Regions from separate parts of the Rattus norvegicus genome. Here region 1 is linked to region 2. A link is a contact called in public Hi-C data. All regions are on one chromosome and are shown on one strand. The core of a region is the stretch at or near the end of the contact, and the rest is flanking DNA. Distances in the headings are between cores, read along the strand shown. Region 1 holds the start of Mecr (mitochondrial trans-2-enoyl-CoA reductase). Region 2 holds the start of Sdc3 (syndecan 3).

Region 1 (5,051 bases), core at 736-3,235, 1.1 Mb before region 2:
AGGGTTTGGCAAGGTCACTTAATCCTCTGGGCCACTTCACAAACACAGCACACAGGGCTATGATTGAGCTAATGTCCTCCACCAAAAAAACAAAAAAACAAAAAAAACCAAAAAACCCACAAAAAAACCCAAAAACAACCCCCCCCCCAAAAAACAACCCACAGCTTCCCGAGTGGTGCCTTTTTAACTTCACAGCAAACAGAATTATTGTAATGGTTTCGGTACAGGCTAGGTGCTTTGACAGGCAGAGAGGAGCTCCAGATAAAATCAAGGGCATGGACCATCTGGCCACAGCCACCTCTCGAGCAAGTTAGAAGAATATCAAGGAGTAATTCAAATTCTTTGAGAAGCTGAGGCAAGAGGGGCCACAAGTTCCAGGCCAGCCTGGGCAACACAGTGACACACCTTGTCTAAGGGGAGAGGAAGGAGGGGGAGCAGGAACAGTGGGGAACGCACGAGGAATCCCAGCACTCGGATATTAGAGCCCAGCCCATGTTTAAAAAAGGAGGTAGGGTGGTAGGGTAGATTTGCCTTTAATCCCAGCATTTAGGAGGCAGAGGCAGGCCATCTAGGGCTACAAAGTAAGACCCGATCTCAAACAGACATACAACAAAAGGAGACACCTCCCCCCCCAAAAGAATTAGAAGCGGGCACCTTTGAGGGTGGCAGAGGTAGAAGGATCACTACAAACTCCAGGTCAGCCAAGTCTACTTGACAAGTTCCAGGTTAGCCAGGACTATACAAGGAGACCTTAGGAAGGGAAGAGAAATAATATTAAGATGTCTGTCAGTAAACCCAAATTGTTCTCTTTTTGTTTGTTTTTGAGGCATTAAAGGCACATGCCACTTCTACATTCACAACCTTTTCTGCCTTAGCAAGTGCTAAATTGTATTTGAGGGTGTTTTTTTAAAATGTTTATGTATTTTACTGTGTATATATATTTTGAGACAAAGGCTCATGAAACCCATGTTGGTCTCAAACTCATAATCCTTTTAACTCAGCATGCTGGGGTTATGAAACAACTCTTTTTTTCTTGTTTGTTTTGAGACAGGGTCTCCCTATATTGCCCTGGTGATTTTGGAACTGACTATGTACAGACTAGACTGGCCTGGAACTCACAGAGATCCTCTGGCCTCTGCCTCACTAGTGCTGGGATTAAAGGCACACGTCATCAAGCTGGGTTTAAACAACTCGTTATAACTAGGCCGTGATGCATACATGGCTTGTTGGAAGGAAACTCACTTGAGAAAGAGCTAAAAGTGAATTCCAGCACCTATTCTAATCACTAATCAGTCATGTCACTTTAGACAAGTCCCTCGACCTCAGTGAAACAATAAACTATTACTTATTTAAAAACAGGAGGCTGTCAGATCATGTGTTCAAATTCCCATTCTCACTGACTGGGTGACTTTGGGCAAATGTTAATTTTAACTTTCTTATGCCTCGGTTTTCTCATCTGCAAAATGGGGGGAAAGCATCCACTAACTATCCCCAGAATGTTGCCGTGACAAATAGTTGAAAGCATCCACTTAGACAAAGGAGTGACTGCCACAATCCTCAAACCAATCTGGGTCAGTAAACACTGGCCATCTCTCTTGCACCTGTACCTCGCGGGTCCTCCGCTGCTGGAAAGCACCACTGTCAGGTTAACAAGCACTCCCTGGGTTTCGTCATCTGTAGAACAGCAGAGTCCGCTTCTTCGGACCCTGTCTTCTCCTCGCAGGCTGCCGCCCGCCTTTCAACCCTCCAGGAACCCCAGTTCCCTCCCCGGGGCCAGCGCCGACTCTTACTGGATGACCTTGGCTGGATCCCCGTGGTTGCCATAGACCAGCGCCCGCACATGCGACGGCTCCGAGAAAGCGGAGTAGGAGGAGGTGGTCCTGCCCTGGCGGCACCAAGCCTCGAGGAGACTCGCAAGCAGAGGTGCCCGGGCTCGCGCCCCTGTCAGTCGCCGGCTGACCAACATGCCGCTTCCAGCACTGACAGAACCCGGCGCTCCGGATACGTCATTGGTCCGCGACTTCAAGCCTGCGCCCCGCCCCACTCGTGGCCACGCCCTCTCCTTTTAAAAACGGCGCCCCTCTCTCTCCGCCCAGCTCGTGGTGAAGGAAGAAACCGTTACGGGCCTGGTGAAGGGGTTGAGAGTGATATGGCGTTGGGTATTTAGGGAACTGGAGAAGTTGCAGAGCCAGCCAAAGCAGCATTCCCAACGAAAAGTCCGGGACTGGCTTAAAGCTGCGACTGCTGCTTGCCGTGTGGTGTTTCCGGCCTTCGTTTCCCCTTCCTACCCTTTATAGAGATACCACTGCACCAAGCTTTTAAAAGTATCATTTCATCTCCAATTCTCCAGAACAACATAGAGACTTTATTATCACCATCGTCGTCGTCGTCGTCGTGGTCATCATCATCAGTTTTTCCAGACAGGGTTTCTTTTTCCTGGCTGTCCTGGAGCTTGCTCTGTAAATCAAGCTGGCCTCAAATTCAGAGATCCTCTTGCTTCTGCTTCCCAAGTGCTGTGATTAAAGGCATGTGCCACCAAGATTTGAGGACTTAAAAAGTTACTTCTATGGCCGGAGTTAACATACCAGGAATACCAGGCTCCAATCCTAGGGGCTCTTTCCTAGCTTGAGCAAGTGAGTGCAATTCGGACCCTGTCACATCGGTGCCATGAAAATGATATACCTCACTTCAGACGGTTGCAAGGATTGGATGAAAGTTAGAAGAATGTTGTGGTGGGCAGGATAATACATTGTAAAAACATCAAGTTGTTCAGATATGAGGAGGATAGTGTCTTTTAAATTGCTTTCAGCATACAAAGAGATTGGGTGGGAAAGTGAAAATTCTTTGTAAAAGGTATAGACCTGTAAAGATGCAGGGTCTTGGTTTTGGTGGAAGAGAAAGATAAGCACAGATAACCGGTCGGTGGAGTATTCGTGTGTACTCGAGTGTGCACCTTTACAGGATGAAGGAGTACTCTGCAGTGAAGGCCATCTGAGACTTTTGAAGGAAGTGCTATTGGAGTCAGCCATTCGATTCCAAAACTGGGTGCACGGAAATCAGATGAAGTTCCATTTTAGGTCTCCTGATTTAGAATCGTGGAAGGGTACATGGTCCAAAGGTATACATTCTTAGATGCTCCCCAGAGTCTGGTGATGTGGTAGCCCAGAAAACAAGTATTAGAGAGCTTCTGAAAGACAAAGATGACTGACCCAAAGCTTGCCATGGGAGACAAACTTTTCTCTGAGTAAAAGAGCCCAGCAAAGCATGGAGATTGAGGATATGGGAACCGGACTCAGGCAAATCTAGATTTGAGTCCTGGTTCTGCCATTTCCTGGCTGTTCGATTTTCGATTAGTCACTCGACCTCTCTGTGCTTCTGTTTCCCTCATGGTTAAAATGAAGGGAGCTGAACGAGGGAGGTAACTCAGTGGCAGAGCACATGCTTTGCATGTGTGAGGTCCTGGGTTTGATCTCTAACAAGGCAAAGGAAAAAAAAAGCTTAATAACAAATTGAGAGACTAATAGTCCCAAGGTTGCCTTAAAGACTGAGGGAGATAGTGCCGCTTGAAGCGCACTGCTTGGTACATGAAACGTTCTAAAACTATTCCAGGAAATTGTTGTGCAGATGAAATAAGGAATATCACATATAAAACACTAAGGCTTGGCTCAAGTTTGTGCCCAATAACTGCATTTATTAGACAAAGCTGATGCCCAGCAGTAGGAGAAAAATCTGGTCTCACAGGTGTGTACGTGTGCACGCATGTGAACACCTATTTTTGCAGTGACAGGGAGGTACACTTGTGCCAGGAAGTTCATAAGGTCCTTCTGCTGTAGGATCCTGTGGGTGACACTGAGATGCTCCTCTTTTTCTCTCCCTGCCCCTACTGGCGGCTCCTACTCCCTGGGCAGCCAACTAGGAAAGCCTGGAAAGTCAGAAGGGAGCTTCCCTCCTTAAGGCTGGATTTCCTCTCCCTCCACACCCCTTTAACCTTTCACTTGGTCTAGGCCATTTGAGTTCACACAGGCGCACAGTTTGAGAACCACCGGTGAACGGGTTCAAGCCTAAGGGTGTTAGCTTTGCATTTGAGACCATATCCATGCCTGCCCTGTCTGTCTGGCTTTATCTTTTACATTGTACACAGCCAGAAACCCAACAACACCCAACTCCGCCATTGCCAGCTCTTCCTTGTCTTACGCTTTTATTCAGGTTGCTACTGCCTGCCATGAATTTTCCTGTCTAACCTTCCTGGGGAATTCCAGGTTCAGATATCATTTTATTGAGCAAACCCCAATGCCTTTGTATTTCCTCTGGGCCAATGCTATGACTTTTAGGATACCATCTCATAGTTATTTATATGTCTGCTTCCCCCTCCAGGCAAAAGCGGGGCCTTCTTTAGTTCATCTCCAGGATGCCAGCACTCAATATGGGGCCTGACATAGGATAGGCATCATAAATATTCCACGAGTTGCAGGTAATTGAATTTCTCCCTGACCTGGCACTGACCGTGGTACCCTATCCTTCTCCCTAGATCTGGGGCAGTCACTCCAAGCCAGGACCTGCCTTTCCTCGTCTTGCAAGGATTGTTGAAGTTTGTGGCCCTTTTTAAAGTAGAGGGGAATAATGCTCTCTTCCTCTGCCTACCTGTTGCTAACACTGGCATGCCTTATTTACTGTAGTCTCTGAGGCCGCCCCCTGCCAAAGGAGCAAAAGAATGTGGAATCGATCAGATTTGGGTTCAAATCCTGACATCTTCATGGACCGAATGTGTGACCTTGGGCAAATACATTACGCTTTCTGATTCTCAGTGTCCATACCTCAAAACTTCTCCAAGCCCCCGACCCCCAACACACACCCAGCTCCTGGTTGCCCGATCTCTTTCTGTTTCAGGATGTCTTTCTATCTTGCTTATCGCTTTTCTTTGCTCTACCTGTGTCTCCCTGTGGTTCTCAGTTTAATGCTCTGGTCCTTGATAGCTTTGTGTCTTTGCTCCCTTCCCAGGAATTGAGCAGCAGTGACAAGAGAAGAGCCAAGGAGCCCAGGAACACCCAGTT
Region 2 (4,863 bases), core at 789-3,288:
CCCATTTCCCTGATCCTGTGCCCTCCCAGACTGGCAAGAAGGCCCAGGGTCATCCTGTTTCTCACCTACTGAGCCAACCACTGTCAGTTCCTTGCGGTCAAAGGCCGGCACCAGAGAGAGACCATTCCTGGACCAGCCAGCTGGCCTTCTTCTAGTCTAGCCTCAGTCCTCTCTGAAAGCACCACCCTTTAACCCTTAGCTTCTCAGGCCAGGCACCAGGGCAGAGCCCTTCCTCGACAGCCCCAGTCCCTCCCTGGGAGGACGACATGCTTACAGAAAGAACACCTTTGGAGAGCCATCCCTACCACAGTCTCTCCTCTCGCTCAGCCAGGCCCACCACCTGGGCATGTCACTCAGCATTGGCCTGAACCATGCCAGCTGTACTTTGCCTTCACACCTGCCTGGTTGAGGCCCTACTATGTGCTAGGTCCTCCAAATCTCCCTGGATCCTTTCCCTACTGGTAGAAAGTGTATTATCAGCCTTTTCCTTCCTAGGGACAGTAGCTCCGGTGGAGCCATTTGTCCTGAGCCCTTTGTGCTCACACCAAAATACCCTCAAAGGTGACTCTGTGTCTATTCCTCCAGGAAGAGTACCCTTATTCTGTCTCTGCAGAAGGGGAAGCCGGGGCTCAGAGGAGTGGACAGGCTGGCTCAAGGCCTCACCGTGAATGGGTGGTGGTCCTCGCTGGACTTTGAAACCAGGTCTTTGATGTCAAGGGTAATTTTCTCTAATACTGCTGAGAAGCCGGCTCCCACTGCCAGTATGGGTAGCGCTGCCTTTCTCTCAGGAACCTCTCCCTTCACCCCTCTCAGGAAAAAGGAAGAAAGAAAGAAAGAAAGAGAGAGAGAGAGAGAGAGAGAGAGAGAGAGAGAGAGAGAGAGAAAAGACAAGGTATGCATGGACCACCAGGCACTATTCTAGGGTCCCCAAAGCTAACAGTCCCCAGGGCAGCTCAGGGTCTTGCCTGACTCCCTACAACCTGGCCACCATGCTTAGGAGAGAAGGGGCGTGCCGGCCAGCCTGGGCTCTGGTGGTCATCTGAGTGGGTAGGGACAGCCATTGCTCCTGGAGTCAGCCACGGTGGTAGGACCTAGAAATCCCCAGCTCCTTCGGCCCGCATTGAGACACCTATCAACTCAGAACTCACTTGGGAGCTGGGTTCCTCCGAGAAGGGACCTAGCTGGTCTACCTGCAGGACCTTCTTCCTCCTGTTCTGCTAGTGAAACCAGAACCAAGATCAATTCCATAGCTACTTGGGTTTCTCGAAGGGACAGTCAGGGGTCACCTGCTACCCACCTCTGCCGGCATGCACATCCATGTCTTCCGGGGTGGGAGGTGAGCCAGGCCCACCATCGCCACACACCTGCACACACCTGCACACACATGCGCGTGCTTTCATGCACTTCTATGGGTCAGAGCACACACCCCCTCATCCAGCAGTCACGCAGCCATGGCCAAGGTGGCACACAGAGTGCACAATGGGTCACCCAGTGTGGAGCGGAATGCGGATGCCATCCGCCCCATAGGGACAGAGCCTTTCCCATGCCCACACACACCCACAGGTGCCCACGCACCCTTCTTAGAAGCAGACACACACAGGGTCACCCTCATTCACCCCCGCGGGTCACCTTCATCGACCCACCCCCCTCCTCCTGGGGAGTCCCCAAGGCCCTGCAGGCGGCTTGGGTTGGAGTGGGGGTGGGGAAAAGGCGACCCCAGCGGATACCGGACGCACACGCTTCCCGGCGGGGAGGAGACCCGGTGAGACCGGGACACACCCAGAACGGCGCGCGCGACGAGGGGACACGCAAAGACACGCGGGGTACACGCTGGGCACTCTCTTGGGGCCCATCACTCACCCCCGCGGCGCGGCCGGCCAGCAACAGCAGCAGCAGCGGTGGCAGTAACAACCCGCGGGCCCCGGGCCCATGGGTGGCGGTGTCCACGCGCTGCCCCTGTGCGGTCCCGCGGCGCGGCGGCCCGGGCTTCATGGCGGCCTTTGTTCGCGGCGCGGGCTGCGCGGGACCTGCGCTCGGCTCCTCGGCCGCCGGCTCCGCCTCGCTCGTTCGTTCGCTCGCTCGCGGCTCCGCGCCCACAGCGGCCGCGCCCGCAGGAAGCGTCGCCGCCGCCGCTGCCGCCGCCGCCACCGCCGCCCCCCGCGCGGGCGGGGCGAGCAGGAGGGCGGGGCCGCGGCGACAGCGGCACGCGACACCGCCCCCGGCCTCAGTTTCCCCGAGCGCGGTGGGGACGAGGGGCGTTGACGTCTACCCCCCAACTGTGGATTCGCGGAGCACGCTGTGTGCGAGCTGCGGGAGAACCTGGGCTCCTCCAGACAGCACCCCGCGTCTCTACACTCCCTGGGGTGGTGTCAGAGGATCCGGCTTGGGGTCCCCCTGGTCCTTCTGAGTTTCACCTTGACCTGTCTATCTGAGAAACACAGGCTACAGCCCCTAGCACCCTGAGTGCAGGAAGAAGAGGCTTGGGTCAGCTACAGGCACGCGTGGGGAGCATCAGCACGCTTCTCCCTCCACACATGTTGGTGAAGTCACCCGTTCCCCATTCATAGGGGCTCAGTTGCATGAAAGGATCTCGGGGGAGGCTGGTAAGGGTAGGCGTTGGTTCGTTGGCACATGAGCTGAGCAGGACACCCTCCAGGTCCCTGCAATCAACACTATCCATTTGATGGCCACGTGTCCTTGGAAAGAAACCCAGACTCGGCACCATATAAGGCAGAGTGCGAGATGGGTTCCCCAGAAGGAGCGAGAGGCTGGGGCATCACAGGTATGCAAGGCCTGCCTAGCTAACCTCAGTAGACAACAAGAGGGGAGGGAGGATCTCTCCACTCTGTGGTTTACAGATCACTGAGAAAGAGCCAAGCCTGAGTAGTAGATGGCTGTAAGGCCAGCACTTAGGAGGCTGAGGCAGGGGGCTCTCAAAGCCTGGACTATATACTGAGTCTCTGTCTTTACAAAACTAAGAGGGGAGAGGGAGATGGAGAAAGACATAGCATCTTACTTAATAAGGGTGTGAGTTGAGTTCCCAGTACCCACATCAGGCAAGTCACAACTACCTGTAACTCCAGCTCCAAGGGATCCAAAACCTTTAGCCTCCAAGGACACCTGCACTTGTGTGCACAGGTACGGCACACGTGCCCTCAGGTGCACACCCACATGAATAATACAAATAAATCTCCTAAAAATAATAAAAGCAAACGTTGACACGTTATTTTAGAAGATGGGCTTTAAGGCTGACCTTGAACTTTCTTCGATGTAGCTGAGCACGACCTTGAACGTCTTATCCTCCTACCACCATCACATCCAATGTATGCAGTGCTAAGAACCGAACCCAGAGCTTTGTGCAGAGGGGCGTGTACTCCCCCAACTGAGCTACATCCCCAAGACTTCAAAAACAGTCTTTTAAACCAAATCCATTCGACGTATTTTGGCATTTGAATGCCTTGGAGAATAGAGCTGGAAAAGAGTAGAGCTGAGGAATCAGGAGCTGGCTTTATCGCTAGCATAATTAGGAACTGAGGGACTCTAGTTCTGGGTTAAGCAAGTGCTTGGGTTCAAATCCTAGTTCTGACAATCATGAGCTGTGGTACTTGTTTGTGCAGCTTCACCTCTCTGATCCTATTCCCCAAATGTATGACGCAAATGATGACCATATGGGCTTCACTTATTCATTCAACAAACACATCGAGCGCCTTGTGTGTACCAGGTCAGGGGACAGGCTGGGAAGTTTCTGTGAGCTCTTCCTTTTCATGTACTGGGAGGTCAACCAATGTGGTTGGGGATTGGGATATGGGCATGACACCACCTCCCAGAGTGGGTAAGCAGACCAAGAGTGGTTCTGAGGCGCTTCCAAAGGTTTAGCAGGGATCAAGCAGGAGACCCAAGGAGTGGCCTGTCAACTATGTGCAAAAAAAAAAAAAAAAAAAAAAAAAAAAAAAAAAAACCCTTGGGATAGCTGGATCTGACTGACGAACAAAGTACTGAGCTGCCCATGCTAGGAGGCAAGCAAGGCTCAGAGTGTTGCTCAAAGGAGTCTACCAAGTTGCCAGGAAGCATGGTCCAGCCTTGCCTTCTTCCTTCCACAAACCAAGATCCCAGCAGGAAACCTTGTGGGGAATCTTTGGCTAGGAGCGCCACCTGCTGCTTGTCATAGGTACATCATGGACGGAGCTGAGATGGGAGTCTCTGGGGATCAGGTGCACTTTTAGTCCCTGGACATTCAGAACATCACTGGTCACCCCACCTATACCACCATGTGTGTCCTTCCACACCCCCAGGACTCGAATGTCTCCTTCCGTGTGCTATCCCCATCCACCAAACAGACTCCAGAAACTGCCGTCATCCAGCCTCAGGCCACCTGGCAAAGACTCTCTCTCTCTCTCTCTCTCTCTCTCTCTCTCTCTCTCTCTCTCTCTCTCTCTCTCACACACACACACACACACACACACACACACACACACACACACACACACACACACACACACACAAAACACCCCACACACTCAACAGTCCGTCTGTCTTTCCTGGAGGGAAAGTCCAGGTTTTGTTTTTTGTTTTTTGTTTTTTGTTTTTTGTTTTTTTTTGGTTTTTGTTGTTGTTGTTGTTGTTGTTGTTGTTGTTGTTGTTGTTGTTTGTTCTTTTTTTCGGAGCTGGGGACCGAACCCAGGGCCTTGTGCTTCCTAGGTAAGTGCTCTACCACTGAGCTAAATCCCCAGCCCCAAAGTCCAAGTTTTTAATGGACAATAACTGCAGGGTTCTAGCCAGGCTGCCTGTCCTCCACCCTTCTCTCTGACAGAACTCCAGTTCAGTTTTTCAGAGCTCAAGAAGAACTGGGCAGTTGTCAAGTTG

The links. Hi-C and Micro-C count contacts between places; a contact is called where the count stands out from the background.
Region 1: a contact with region 2 is called in a Hi-C map of the A7r5 cell line, with 2.8 times the contacts expected there. The contact joins the promoter of Mecr here to the promoter of Sdc3 in region 2. A contact is called at or near these places in 3 of 12 Hi-C or Micro-C datasets (the A7r5 cell line, Schwann cells and frontal cortex).

What each region holds. Positions count from the first base shown.
Region 1 is chr5:149,310,728-149,315,778 of GRCr8, reverse strand. Mecr (mitochondrial trans-2-enoyl-CoA reductase) reads right to left here and starts at 1,985. Exons shown (of 10, transcript NM_017209.1): 1 at 1,791-1,985. The coding sequence starts at 1,966. It overlaps LOC134486998 (a long non-coding RNA gene), which reads left to right and starts at 2,017. Exons shown (of 3, transcript XR_010066655.1): 1 at 2,017-2,633; 2 at 4,375-4,471; 3 at 4,999-5,051.
Region 2 is chr5:148,246,967-148,251,829 of GRCr8, reverse strand. Sdc3 (syndecan 3) reads right to left here and starts at 2,038. Exons shown (of 5, transcript NM_053893.3): 1 at 1,861-2,038. The coding sequence starts at 1,992.